Regions from separate parts of the Mus musculus genome. Here region 1 is linked to region 2. Evidence: chromatin contacts called from public HiChIP or PLAC-seq data. All regions are on one chromosome and are shown on one strand. The core of a region is the stretch at or near the end of the contact, and the rest is flanking DNA. Distances in the headings are between cores, read along the strand shown. Region 1 holds the start of Taf1a (TATA-box binding protein associated factor, RNA polymerase I, A). Region 2 overlaps Mia3 (melanoma inhibitory activity 3).

Evidence for each region. HiChIP or PLAC-seq counts read pairs in DNA pulled down with a chosen protein or histone mark.
Region 1: a contact with region 2 is called in an H3K4me3 HiChIP or PLAC-seq map of the SCID.adh cell line, with 60 read pairs. The contact joins the promoter of Taf1a here to the enhancer-like site in region 2. A contact is called at or near these places in 1 of 39 promoter capture datasets (the 3T3-L1 cell line), 2 of 15 datasets of contacts at CTCF or cohesin (CD8 T cells and pro-B cells), 52 of 484 Hi-C or Micro-C datasets (the 63-12 cell line, the C10 cell line, CD4 T cells and 27 more), 14 of 115 datasets of contacts at active chromatin or transcription factors (the 230-238 cell line, CD8 T cells, the SCID.adh cell line and 7 more) and 4 of 9 other capture datasets (adipose tissue, bone marrow-derived macrophages, liver and 1 more).

Annotation. Positions count from the first base shown.
Region 1 is chr1:183,385,254-183,391,545 of GRCm38.p6, reverse strand. It overlaps Taf1a (TATA-box binding protein associated factor, RNA polymerase I, A), which reads right to left and starts at 2,561. Exons shown (of 11, transcript NM_001277959.1): 1 at 2,388-2,561; 2 at 502-625. The coding sequence starts at 625.
Region 2 is chr1:183,347,750-183,354,016 of GRCm38.p6, reverse strand. It overlaps Mia3 (melanoma inhibitory activity 3), which reads left to right. Exons shown (of 26, transcript NM_177389.3): 5 at 1-282; 6 at 2,911-3,053. Gm34102 (a long non-coding RNA gene) reads right to left here. Exons shown (of 2, transcript XR_389733.4): 2 at 4,443-5,265. Among named protein-coding and RNA genes, the nearest start is that of Gm34102, 5.3 kb to the right of the region's middle. Within about 2 kb of position 4,031, at least 57 of the 459 cell types and tissues checked have an H3K27ac peak or open chromatin away from gene starts, as enhancers often do. A contact at or near this core is called in the 63-12 cell line, the SCID.adh cell line, Th1 cells and 7 more, where this site is marked.

The DNA.
Region 1 (6,292 bases), core at 1,312-3,811, 39 kb before region 2:
TAAAATTAAATTTTAAAAAGGGAATAAAAAGAGCAAACTCGCCTGGGTATCCATTCTGTGTCTGTGTTCACTCCTAATGCTTCCTGGTGGAGGAGTGAAAGGCTTCAACGCTGTGTCACTCACCCACAGCTTCAACGCTGTCTCACTCACCCACAGCTTCAACGCTGTGTCACTCACCCACAGCTTCCACGCTGTGTCACTCACCCACAGCTTCCACGCTGTGTCACTCACCCACAGCTTCCACGCTGTCTCACTCACCCACAGCTTCCACGCTGTCTCACTCACCCACAGCTTCCACGCTGTCTCACTCACCCACAGCTTCCACGCTGTCTCACTCACCCACAGCTTCCACGCTGTCTCACTCACCCACAGCTTCCACGCTGTCTCACTCACCCACAGCTTCAACGCTGTCTCACTCACCCACAGCTTCAACGCTGTCTCACTCACCCACAGCTTCCACGCTGTCTCACTTACCTACAGCTTCAACGCTGTCTCACTTACCTACAGCTTCAACGTGCTTGTGAAGCCATGGGAAATGCATTCCCGTTTTAGAGAGCACCGACGTTTCTGGGTTATCCTCTGCCACAGCCAGCTTTGTCAACTCTTCACCGAAATCACTCATCATCTATTCCAGAGAGTATTAGTTAGCTTCAGCACATGCTAACCCACCGGAAACTGAAGCAGCTACCTCTTTGTCTAATGAGGATCATTTGAGTAGCAACTCATTGTACCTGTCAGGTTGTTTTTTTAAGTATGCATTCAATCTGTTTAGGTCGGCAACAGGTGAAACTAAAGTTCCACTTTAAAAAAGAAAAAAAGAAGAGTGGGGACTGGAGACATGGCTCAGCAGCCAAGAGCACTTGCTGTTCTTCAAGAGGACCTGGGTTCAGTTCCCAGCACCCATACAGCAGTTCAGAGCCTTCTGGAACCCCAGTTCCAAGGCATCCAACCTCCTCAACAGGTACACAGCAGTGTGCATAAATGTGGCAAACACTCATACACAGAAGATAAAAGTAAAATAAAAATCGTTTTTAAAAAAATACAGTACAGCTATGTATCAAGTACATACAGAAACGAAACATCCTTAATTGCAAAGTAAAAAACTCGAGCTACAGAAAGAAGCTTAAGAATATATAACACACGGGGCTGGTGAGATGGCTCAGTGGGTAAGAGCACCCGACTGCTCTTCCGAAGGTCCGGAGTTCAAATCCCAGCAACCACATGGTGGCTCACAACCATCTGTAACAAGATCTGACGCCCTCTTCTGGAGTGTCTGAAGACAGCTACAGTGTACTTACATATAATAAATAAATAAATCTTAAAAAAAAAAAAAGAATATATAACACGCACGTACAGTAGCAGCAGTTGCTAGTATGTATTCGGAACTTAACCACATAAATAGCCCATAAGTTATCTAAGATAATCATAGCAGCAACCGTATTTCCTTCCAAGTTAGGACTGAGAAACGGTGAAGACAAAAGTCTGGGAAACACAAAGCACACAGACGAGCCGGTATGACAAAAAACGTAAGGGGGTCGGCAGCGGCCCATGGCAAAGAAATGACTCGACAAAAGCAGCTACATGCCACTGGACATGGATTTAAATGTCAAAATGCTCAAGACCCTTGTTCTGCGTATCCATCAAATACTGAAGCTACGAATTCCACTGAACGCGTCCCTCCCTTCTGCAATCCCACAGCATCACCCTAGTTCGGTACCCTCACCCTTATCAACTGGCGTTGCTTTCTTTGTTTTCTGCGGTGCTAGAGATCGAACCTGAAGCCTGCTGACAAACGATTTCTTTCTTTTCTTTTTGGGGGTGTTTTGTTTTGTTTTTTTCCGAGACAGGGTTTCTCTGTGTAGCCCTGGCTGTCCTGGAACTCACTCTGTAGACAGGCTGGCCTCGAACTCAGGAATCCGCCTGCCTCTGCCTCCCAAGTACTGGGATTAAAGGCGTGCGCAACCACCGCCCGGTACGATTTCTTTTTTTAATATTACACTTTGTTTATTGTCGGAAGAAGCCACGGCGCACGCGTGGAGGTCAGAGAATCATCTAGAGGGGTCCTTCAACTGTGTAGATCCGGGGATCGAACTCACCCGGCTTGACAGTAATTGCCACTACCTGCTGACCCATCTCCCAAAGAGTTGGCCAGCCTCAAATTTTGTTTCTCCGCCTTAAATCCAGATTAGGCCTTTAAAAAAAATCAATCTCAGCCGTTCCGCGAAAAAGTTTGAAATAGCACCTGAATTAGAAATCGACCTTACCACACACGGTAAGGAGACAACGCAAATCCTTCCTTGGCCCTCAAAGACTCAAACTGGCCTGGGGAAGGTTGGCGTGGTGGCTGTTGCCACGGTAACCAAAAGTTCACGATCTCTGTAACTTACGGTCTCAGAGCCCAGGAGCACAAAGTCAAGAGGAAACCGCAGAAGGAACAAGCAGGAGGCTCACACACCTTTTCCTGTTTCACTGAAAGCGCAAGGCGTACGGAGCCCGCGAGCCGCTAAATCCAAGCTCCAGAGTCGCCCGACTCCACGTTGTTCGCCGCCCCGGAAAACCCTGTCCGGAAGCAGTTAACGAGCGCTTCCTGGGAGCTTGCGCAGAACCAGCCTGGTGGGCATTCAGGTAGTGCGCATGCGTGGCCACGCCCCCACAGGAGCGTTACCTGTGGGAAAGATGCAGAGCCTATCCAGCTCTGAAGAGGCTTCCGGACGAGGCCCGGAAGTGGATGTTGACTTCCGCCTCCCCATTGGTTTGGCCCAGATTGACAATTTAGCCTGAGCCTTAACGAAATTGGAAGATTTCCATCGCAAAGTCGAGTGTGACAAGGGAACGCATAGCCGATCCCAGTTGCTGCTAGCATCTGATTTAAGTGACTTCCTGCCTCACAGTTTGAGCAAGAATCTTTTTCCTTTTCAACGTGGATTGTTGTAGGGATGGGTCTGGATCCCACTTTCATGAGAGACATTCACAGCCATGTGTTAATTCTGGAGGTAGATAGTGGAATTGTTAAGCCTTTGAAAAGGACCATGGAGAATGGCAGATGTATTTTCAAGGGCTGATCCGTTAAATGAACAGACTGGCACCAGTGGTGAAAACACGCATTAATGAGTAAAAGCTACAGGAAGACAACTTTAAAGTTATTGGAACTAAAATAAAAAAGAACGTACTGAAGGCTGCATAAGTGATGGCATGGACTCCTCTGGAACTTTGAATTTACTGCTCGAGAACAGAATCCGAGTATCATAGAAACCTAAGGGTCTATAAAAAGACTTTGTATGAAGAGTTGTTTTTTTTTTTTTAATGCGATGGGTATTTTATTCCGTGTTTTCTATGTAAACAGTATGCAGTGCTCATAGGCACTAGAGAAAAGTTATTTATACAGTTCTTTGTGTCTTTGCCCTTACTGTTTCTTTTTGTTGCTGAGTTTTTGTTTTGTTTTATTTTTGTTTCTAAGACCATGTTTCAGCATTGCCCTAGCTGTCCTAGAACTTAGTCTGTAGACCAGGATGGCCTCAACCCAGAAATCAGTCTGGCTTCCAAGTGCTGGGATTAAAGGCATGTGCCTCTATGCCTGGGCCTTTAAACCTATACTCCTAACTACAGGCAAAGCTAAACTATGTGACAAAGGAGGGGCAGTCACACACACACACACCAAGATAATGATTAGCTTGTCATCTGGAATCTTGATTTATCAAAATGACTCAGCTGATTTTGGTCATGCTCATAAAAATGGGGGAAAATACTAGCAGTAGTGGTGCGTGCCTTTAATCCCAACACTCAGGAGGGAGGGAGGCAGGCAGATTTCTGAGTTCGAGGCCAGCCTGGTCCACAGAGGGAGTTCCAGGACAGCCAGGGCTACACAGAGAAACCCTGTCTCAAAAAAGGGGTGGGAGGATGTTGTGATGTTGAAAGATCCTGGCAGAATGTAAAAGGTCACAGAAGCCCTGAAATTGGCAAAATAGATTCATTGTTAGCAGAACTAGCTTCACTGGTTTAGAAAAATAGAGGTACACAATGCTCTGGCCACTCCTAGAACCCATGTGTCTGCCAATGTTCTGACCGTTCCTTGAACCCATGTGTGTGCCCACTGATGAAGCCCATTGCCAGGTGTTTGTGATATTGGTTGCTGAGGAAGAGTCGGAAAATCTCCACAGCAACCACAGCTGGGGCCAATCCAGGGTTGCTGCACCTGCAGCAGACTCTTTCCTTGTACCCCTCCCATACCCATTTCTTGAGAATAGACATTGTTTAGATTGGGTAATCCCCTACTCCCTCCTTCTCCTTTCCCCCCTAAGGGCCTATAAAAACTGGTACCCCTTTCCCCTTGGGGTCGACTCCTCTTCCCCTACGTGGGATATGAGTCGTCCCCAGAGCTCTGGCTTTCCCCCAAATAAAGCCTCATGTGGTTTGCATCAAGCTTTGTCTCTCGTGAGTTCTTGGGGGTCTGCTATTATCCTGAGACTTGAGTGAGGGTCTCCCTTCAGAGGTCTTTCAATGTCAAAGTTTTCAAACATCTCTTCATCATCCATTCTCTCTCTAGTCCTTACATACCATTTCCGGTTCAGACCACTTCAGTTCAGACCACTTCCTGTTCCCACAGCACAGTCCTAGATGATAATGTCTGGAGAAGGGGTCTGCACAGCAGCTTTCTACAGCAGCTTTCTAGACTCCAATCTTAAAGAATGTGTATTACAACGGGGAGGAAAGTACAACTGCTTTTCACTAAAGTCATGGTGATGAACTACATCTTCTGGAAGCTTTGAAAGTGTCTCAGAAAATATTATTCCTATGAACCTTTCCTGGATTAAAAAATGAGCTTCATTCAACCAAGCAATTGAAAATGTCACAAATAACTTTCACTCCATCACAAAAAATGTGGCAAAAAATAAAAGCATAAAGTCAGAGCCAACTTGCATGGCAGTTTAGAGAAGACCTTTATCCAACTACAACTTTCCTGAAGTATATGGGTTAGGCTCCTACCCTAGGCTGAGACTTGGGGAAAAACTGCTTTAGAAGGCATGACTTCACCTTTTCCCTCCTTGTTTGGTACCCTGAGCCACCATGGAAAGAAACCCAGGCTAGCCATCTTGAGAGAGAGAGGCCAGATGTATAAAGAGCTCCTGGCATATTAGCACCATACGCAAAGTGCAGGGCCTTGGTTCCCAACACATGAAGAAGATAAAAAGGTGGTCCTCTCAGATCTTAGAGCAGTCATTGGCTGAATGCAGCTATGTGAGAGGTTCCAGTTGACCAGAAGTGTATCAAAGTCAAGCTAAGCCCTGCACAAACTCCCAGCTCAAACTGTGCATGATGAATGGCAGTTATCTTTAGGCAGTAAGTTTGTCTGATTTACTAAGAAGATATGACATAAGTGTCACTCTACCCATGCTAGCCCTGGGTTTTAAGATGCCTTACACATTTGGCTTTTATTGTTAAGGAGGACATCTGTCAACAAGTTTGAGATACATGACTAGATAATTTAACTGAGAGATAGGTTTATTCTAATCAGTTTAGCTACCACAACACAGCCATCAGACAATGGAATGAAGCTATTTCAACCCAACTCATGGTTGAAGACAGTCATGTGAGACACCCCAACCAGGAGCTCATAGAAGATCATTCAGCTAAGTTCATAGAATAGATAGAAATTAATGATTTTTACACATTAAATTTATTACATAATATAAAGTAAGTGTTGATCTGTTTCCACACGGAAACGTCGACTTTTACTCTGGAGTTCGCTTTAGCATTACTAGAAGCAAGGTCCTGTTGCTGCTGTCTCTGTTTTCATTTCAGTTTTGAAGATTTTTATTGGGCTGGCAGGATTTTTTCTCTTTCAGCTCTTTAAACATTCCCTTTGACTTTTAGTCTCATTTCTGATAAGATTAAACTTTAACTGTTTTTACTGATTGGCGGTGTTTTACTTGTCTCTGGTTGCTTTCATTTTTCTCCCAACTTGATTATTTATCAGCAGTAGTATACTGATCTATGTGTGATTTTTTTATTAGACTTTATATACACTGAGTCTCTTAGACCCATCAGTTTCTTGTTTGTTAGTTTGGAAAAATGTTTAAACATTTTTTTGCCTTCAGTAAATTTTTATTCAATTATATCCTTGCTTTCAGACACTTTGAGGACTCCTAATTATATGTCTGTAATTCCACCTAGTATTAAGAGATATTAGTAATAGAAATTCTGCTCATTTTTCTCATTCTGACCTTTAGGCATGATAATTCCTGTTAGCCTATTTTCAATTAACTCTTTGTTGATTGGAAGTGTAAAAATCTTC
Region 2 (6,267 bases), core at 2,782-5,281:
GCTTACCACAAGAAAACACAGGAGACCTCAGTGTGCAGCCTCCAGAAGAGCCTGAGCTCTCGGATCAACCTGTGACCAGTGTGCAGCCTCCAGAAGAGCCTGAGCTCTCGGATCAACCTGTGACCAGTGTGCAGCCTCCAGAAGAGCCTGAGCTCTCGGATCAACCTGTGACCAGTGTGCAGCCTCCAGAAGAGCCTGAGCTCTCGGATCAACCTGTGACTGGGTACACAAGTACCTCAGAGGTATCACAGAAGCCAGATACCAAGAAAGACATAGATCTAGGTAATTTTATAGTGTTTCTCTATGAAGTAGAGGTGTACTGTAAAGAAGGCCTGCTAGAATATTTTCTTAAAGGTAGGAAAGTCAGACCAATTCAGGTGTGTATACGTTTCTAAAATTTTCCCACAAGTGACAGAGAAAAGCAAGAATTCAGATGCATGGAGGTCAAAAACAGGAGCAAAGCCAGGGACTGTCACTAACATGCAAGCCAGTGTTTGGCTGTGCCCAGCCACTATAAATCACTTCAGCATGAAATTGTGCTCCTGTCCTTCAAAGCCACATGTTCTAAAGCAGAGGGTCCCATTAGACCAGAACACATGAAGTGCTGGGCTGGGGACAGCAAGCTGTGTGAAACAAGCCCCTGGGGGAGGCTGAGGGGAACCAGTTAAGAGTCTTACCTTAAAGGCCCTGGTTTCACTGTCCACTCCCATTCCTCTGAGGGGCTACAGTGCAATTCAGATGGGTTTTGGATTGATTGCCTAAATAAGGCAAATACAGCTTTTAAAAATACTGTGAGGCATCTCGGTGTCTTTCCATGCTATGCTTTTAGGAAACTATGGGGGAATGACAGTCCAACCCAGACTGACATTTGTAACTGTAAGTATTTGATTTCAGCACACAGGAACTATTGGATGTCAGATAAAAAGTTCTTTTTCATTTTTGTTCTAAACTTCCTCAGTAATGGTCTTAGTGGTTTTCTAATCGTAGCATCGCTCACTCTCATTTCACAAGTAAACCAGATGCTCTCATTGTGCTGTTTTGCTATCTAATACAGTATCATGTCATCACTGGGGTTTCTTTTGGGAGGTGGTCCAGTGCTGGGGATCACACTCGAGGCTCCTGCATGGTAGGTTAACGTTACCACGCCAGCTCCAGCTCTAGTGTGTGTATGTGTGTATGTGTGTGTGTGTGTTTGTGTGTGTGAGCGTGAAGCGTAGCTATAGCCTTAGTCTGCAGAAATGAAGGTTTCAGAGTCACTAGGGTAACATCCCCTGCTCTCCAGGTAATACACAAAGTGTGCAAAGTGTCGCAGTGGAGAGAGGTTTAGCTGAGCCGAGATGGACTGATATATCGGTGGTCTCCCGTGTCCCAGAGGACAGCGTAGCCTTGTGAAACATTCTCCAAATTCTTGTTAATTTAGAGAGGCCCTGTTGACTGAAAATAAGTCGGGTACCATTGAGACCCATGGCTCATTTGCTCAAAACCTTTAGGATTGAGAAAAGTTGTGCTAACAGAACTAGGAAGAGGATGTCTGCTCTAAATTTCCCCCACCCCTACACAGTGCCCAGACACCTTTCTAGGCAAGTCTTCTAGGGTCCTTGCACACACCTCACATGCTACGATGCTGACCTAACTGAAAAAAATGCCACCCATTGTCAGGCATCAGTCCATAGTGAACTGGGTTTTAAGGTTGGGAAGAGACCCCGAGAGGGCCCAGTCCAGCCTCTCAATAACTGCTGCTGAGAACACATGCCAGGCTCATGGAACTCAAGCTGAGATCCACCCCTGCCCCTTCACTTCCCTGTGTGTAATTCTCTCAGGTATAACTGGATTTTCTTCCTTCACAAAAGCCCCAAGCCAGTCTCCACTCTGAAAGAAATTCTTTTCATCATTCCTGGGATTTACTGTATTTTCTGTAGTGGCCACCTGTCCATACAGCAAATATTAAGTATCTGCTACATGCCAGCTATGCTAAGCCTTAGTTTAGTCTATCTACAAGACTTTTATAGAAGTCAGAGTTCTCCTGACATGTGGGTTGTAGGTCATTAAACTCGGCCACAAGCACTCTTCCTGAGCCACCTTGTTGGACCCCAGAACTCGTTCTTTTCCAACTTTCCTAAAGTTTCTAATAGAGTTCTATCATCACCAAGTCAGAGTTTGCTGACTGTGATTGTGTCTGTATGGTTTTCTTTGATAAGTGCTGGTTGCTGTAGACCAGCTTGGCCTTGAACTCATAGACATCCTTCTGCCTCTGCTTCTGCAGTCCAGGGATCAAAAGCATGCCTTGCCTGGCAATTCTGTCTATATGGAGAATGTATAAAATCTGGGTTCTGTTTTCAGTTCCCCTGAATGGCAGAGAGACATGATGGAGCAGACTGGAGGTGATCTTAGTTTTGTAACTGAAGGGTCTGATGGCTCCACAGTTAAAACCCCAGAGGCTTCGCTTTTCTCTGTGATTTTCCTTAGGAGTCTCAAATGTTCTATGCTTAAGTGTCTTTGTCAGGTGAACAGACACCATGACCAAGGCAAGTCTTTTAAGGACAACATTTGATTGGGGCTGGCTTACAGGTGCAGAGGTTCAGTCCATTATCATCAAGGTGGGAACAGGGGAAAGTCCAGGCAGGTATGATGCAGGAGGAGTGGAGAGTTTTACTCTTCATCTGAAAGCTGCTAGGAGAATACTAACTTCCAGGCAGCTAGGATGGGGTTCTTAAAAGCCCACAATCACAGTGACACACCTACTCCAACAAGGCCACACCCCCAACTAGTACCACTCCCTGGGCCAAGCATATTCAAGCCATGACACTTAGTGACTAATATTTAGAGGGCACTCTGTAACTATTTAAATGAAGAGAAAAATTCTTCTTTTAAAGCATAAAAGAAAATATGTTGTCCGTTGCCCCCTTTTAGGTCCTGTAATGGAAGGTGGTCCTGTTGGGGCTGGAGATGTACAAAAGCAACTAGAGACAATTGCAGAGGAGCCAGCAGCTGTCCCACCTCTGGAAAGTGCATTTGGTTCCCTCTATGCCTTCATCCTTTATTTAAGTAAGATGGTAAGTAAGGGAGACGTATAGTTTCTTCTGCTAGAATACTGATTAATACCATGATGTTTCCAGAGCGGGGGTATACAGAAGGGCTGATGATAGCCAGTCTTTTATAGGTGAGGCTGGCCTCAAATTCACTGTGCAGCCAAGGCTGATCCTCTGGCTAATACCTCCAAGTGTTGATGCTGTAGACATGAGCTGCCACCTTGGCTTGATTTGCAACATGTTTTAAGTTGAATCTGAGCCTGGAGTGAAGAATTTAAAATATCTTTATGAGCTCTGCTTCGATCCTCTGAAGGTGCCTCCTGAAATGAGCCACAGGTGGATGGCTTTAATTAGGAGCCCTTAGGTTAGCACACAAGAGTTTATTCCCTGGCAGGGCTGGGCATGCACACAACTATAAAGCAGGGTTTGTCCCCTGGGACCTCTTAGTACCTCAGGGAGCTGGAGATGTTCACTTGAAACAGAAGAGACAGTTTTTGTCACGGCTGGTAGAGAAGCAAGAGAGTTAGGAGTTAGCTGATACATATGTGGATTAAGAAGTATTGTTTGCTGTTGAACAGAGTGGACTGGGAGAGGGGGGTGGGCAACAGGGACAGAGAAGACAGCATGCTAGAGAAAGGGAAACATGGAGAAAGGGGATGCTGGGAGACTAGGGAAGGTGAGTGTCTGTGAGGGAGGCGTGTCCTGAGGAGTTCTGTTAAGCTGTCCATGTTATGTACCCTTTGAAGGTTTGAAACAGAGAAGTGGTGGGTCAGATCTATTTCCTAGAAAGAGCTATCATGGCAAAATGTTTATTCAAGCTAATCTTTTTGAAGAGAGTCTGGATCCAAGTAAGACATTTGACATCTCTGGAAGCTTAGTCAAGTTTGTAGGATTTAGCTCCCTCTCGTGGTGTATGTGGAAACTGGACGTTTTTCTAGGTAAATTGGACTAGGCTGGAGGCCAAATGATGTCAGGACTGCAGTGTCATCGTGGTCACCGTGGCCTCCTGTAGGGCCTGTCATCTTGACGCTTGTGTAATAGAGTTTTGCTATTGATGTTTTCTGTAAAACAGGTTTTGAGTCAGGGAGATCTGGTTTCAATCTCGATTTAAAAGTTTGTGCTAGTTACTAAACCTTGTTTAATTGGAGCATAGTAAGTGTAATCTTTATGATGTGAGTTATGGTAATTTGATAGATGTGTATATTATGTAACGATCAAATCAGGATAATGACCAGGGCAATGCTCATGTCTATGATTCCTCTGATTTTTTTTTTTTGAAATGTTCTTACATTTATTTAATGTTTGTGCGTGAGTGTGTGCATATGTATGTGGGAGGCAGTCAGGGGACAACCTGCAGGAGTCAGTTCTCTCCTTCTTCCATGTGGGTTCGGAATCAAGCCCAGGTTATCAGTGTTGGTGCAAGCACCCTTGCCGACTGAGCCATGTCTACAGCTCACTTTTAATCACTTGAAAACGTATCACAGGCCGTTATAATCCATTAACTGCGATACAGAACATGCGGCACAAGCTCCTCTGTGCTTTTCAGCCCCATTTAATTCCTTCCTGTCCTCCCAACACCCCTTTCCGTCTCTGCCAACCACTGTTCCATTCTGTAAGATGTCGAACAGCAAATAACTAAACTTTGAATTTCGGCCTCCCTGTCTGAGAAGGGCAAATGAAAACTATTCCTACTGCAACAACCAAGTGGTCGGCAGTGTAAAGTGTCTGGGGAGGTGGCTGGGACTCTGTGGAGTTTCCTCCCACTCCCGCTTCTTCTTTATGGTCAGAGGGCAGTGTAAAGATGCTGAGTACCCAGCAAATTCAGAGGAGAAGCTGCCTGATGAGAAGGATGGAGCAGAGCCAATCCATCTTCAGTTTTCTCCACGGTTTCTTGTGCTGGAGGCAGCTGCCTGGCAAAGGTGTTGTTGGCTCTGAGCTGTCACAGTTAGGATGCTTCCAGTGACTGAACCAGGCCCAGTGTCCTTTGAGCATCTCAAGGAGGCAGTGGTTAAAAGTGGAAGGAAGCCCGTCTTCCTCACATTTCTACGTATATACAGGACTCTTTCTTCTTGGGCTGAGTGAGAGACACAGATAAGGTACAGGATATGGCGTCCACTTGTAGGGTGACAGAGGAAGACGTAGACATAAAAGGCAAGACGGGACATGGCGATCCAAGATTCTGGCTCAAAGGGCAAGCTCCAAAAAGCACTTTAATGGCTCAATATGCACAAGGCATCTGCTAGGAATCAAAGATTCTAATATGAGGGTTAGCAAAAAGGCTCAGCAGATAAAGGTACTTGCTGTCATGTCTGACTACCTGAGTTCAATCCCACATCCCACACTGTGGAAGGAGAGGACTAGTGCCTGTAAGTTACAGTCCTGGTTGGTTTGTTTCTTAGATTATTATAAGTAAGTACACTGTAGCTGCCTTTAGACACACCAGAAGAGAACATCAGATCTCATTACAGATGGTTTTGATCAACCATGTGGTCGCTGGGATTTGAACTCAGGACCTTTGGAAGAGCAGTTGGTGCTCTTAACCACTGAACATCTCTCTAGTCCCAGTCCTGATTTTTTAAGGCCTTGTAAGAATAAGATTATATGGGAAAACTGGGGACCTATGAACAAGGCGATGTGAAGTTTCCAGCAAGGAGCATAGCTACCTGGTAGGGAGGGCAATTTGGTCCGCTTTGGTTAGGGGAACTGAAGCACCACAGGTCAGCTTTATGGGTCAGTTGTTTGGTGATATTTGGAATCTTACAGTTAGAAGGGACTTTGGAAGATGACTGCCCCAGCGTCTTGCTAGTGACAGTGATTTCCTGACATGTCGTTCGTTCTGAGGTCTGTGCATTAGTAATTCTCCTTTTAAATTTTATTTCGTTGTGAAGGTTCATACAAGTAAATAACTGTGTTCAACATCTCACCAGCCCTCTGCTCCCCTTTCTCGTCTCTGTAACCCCCTTTATTCTCCTGGACAGTCTTACTTCTGTTTTCCTGTCATATAGACATTCCTGCTTTTATGTATCTATTTAAAATCTAGGATCCGTTAGTGATAGAAAACGTTTTTGTCTTTCTGAGACTGGTTGACCTCACTGAATGTGATCATTGCCAGTAGGATCGTCTTTCCTGCGCGCATGCGCATCAGTAATTCTTAGTGTAAGCTTGCCTGTCACGGCCACACATTCTTTTGTGGTTAACTCATTTTTATTTATTGATTCAAAATTTCTCTTTATATGAA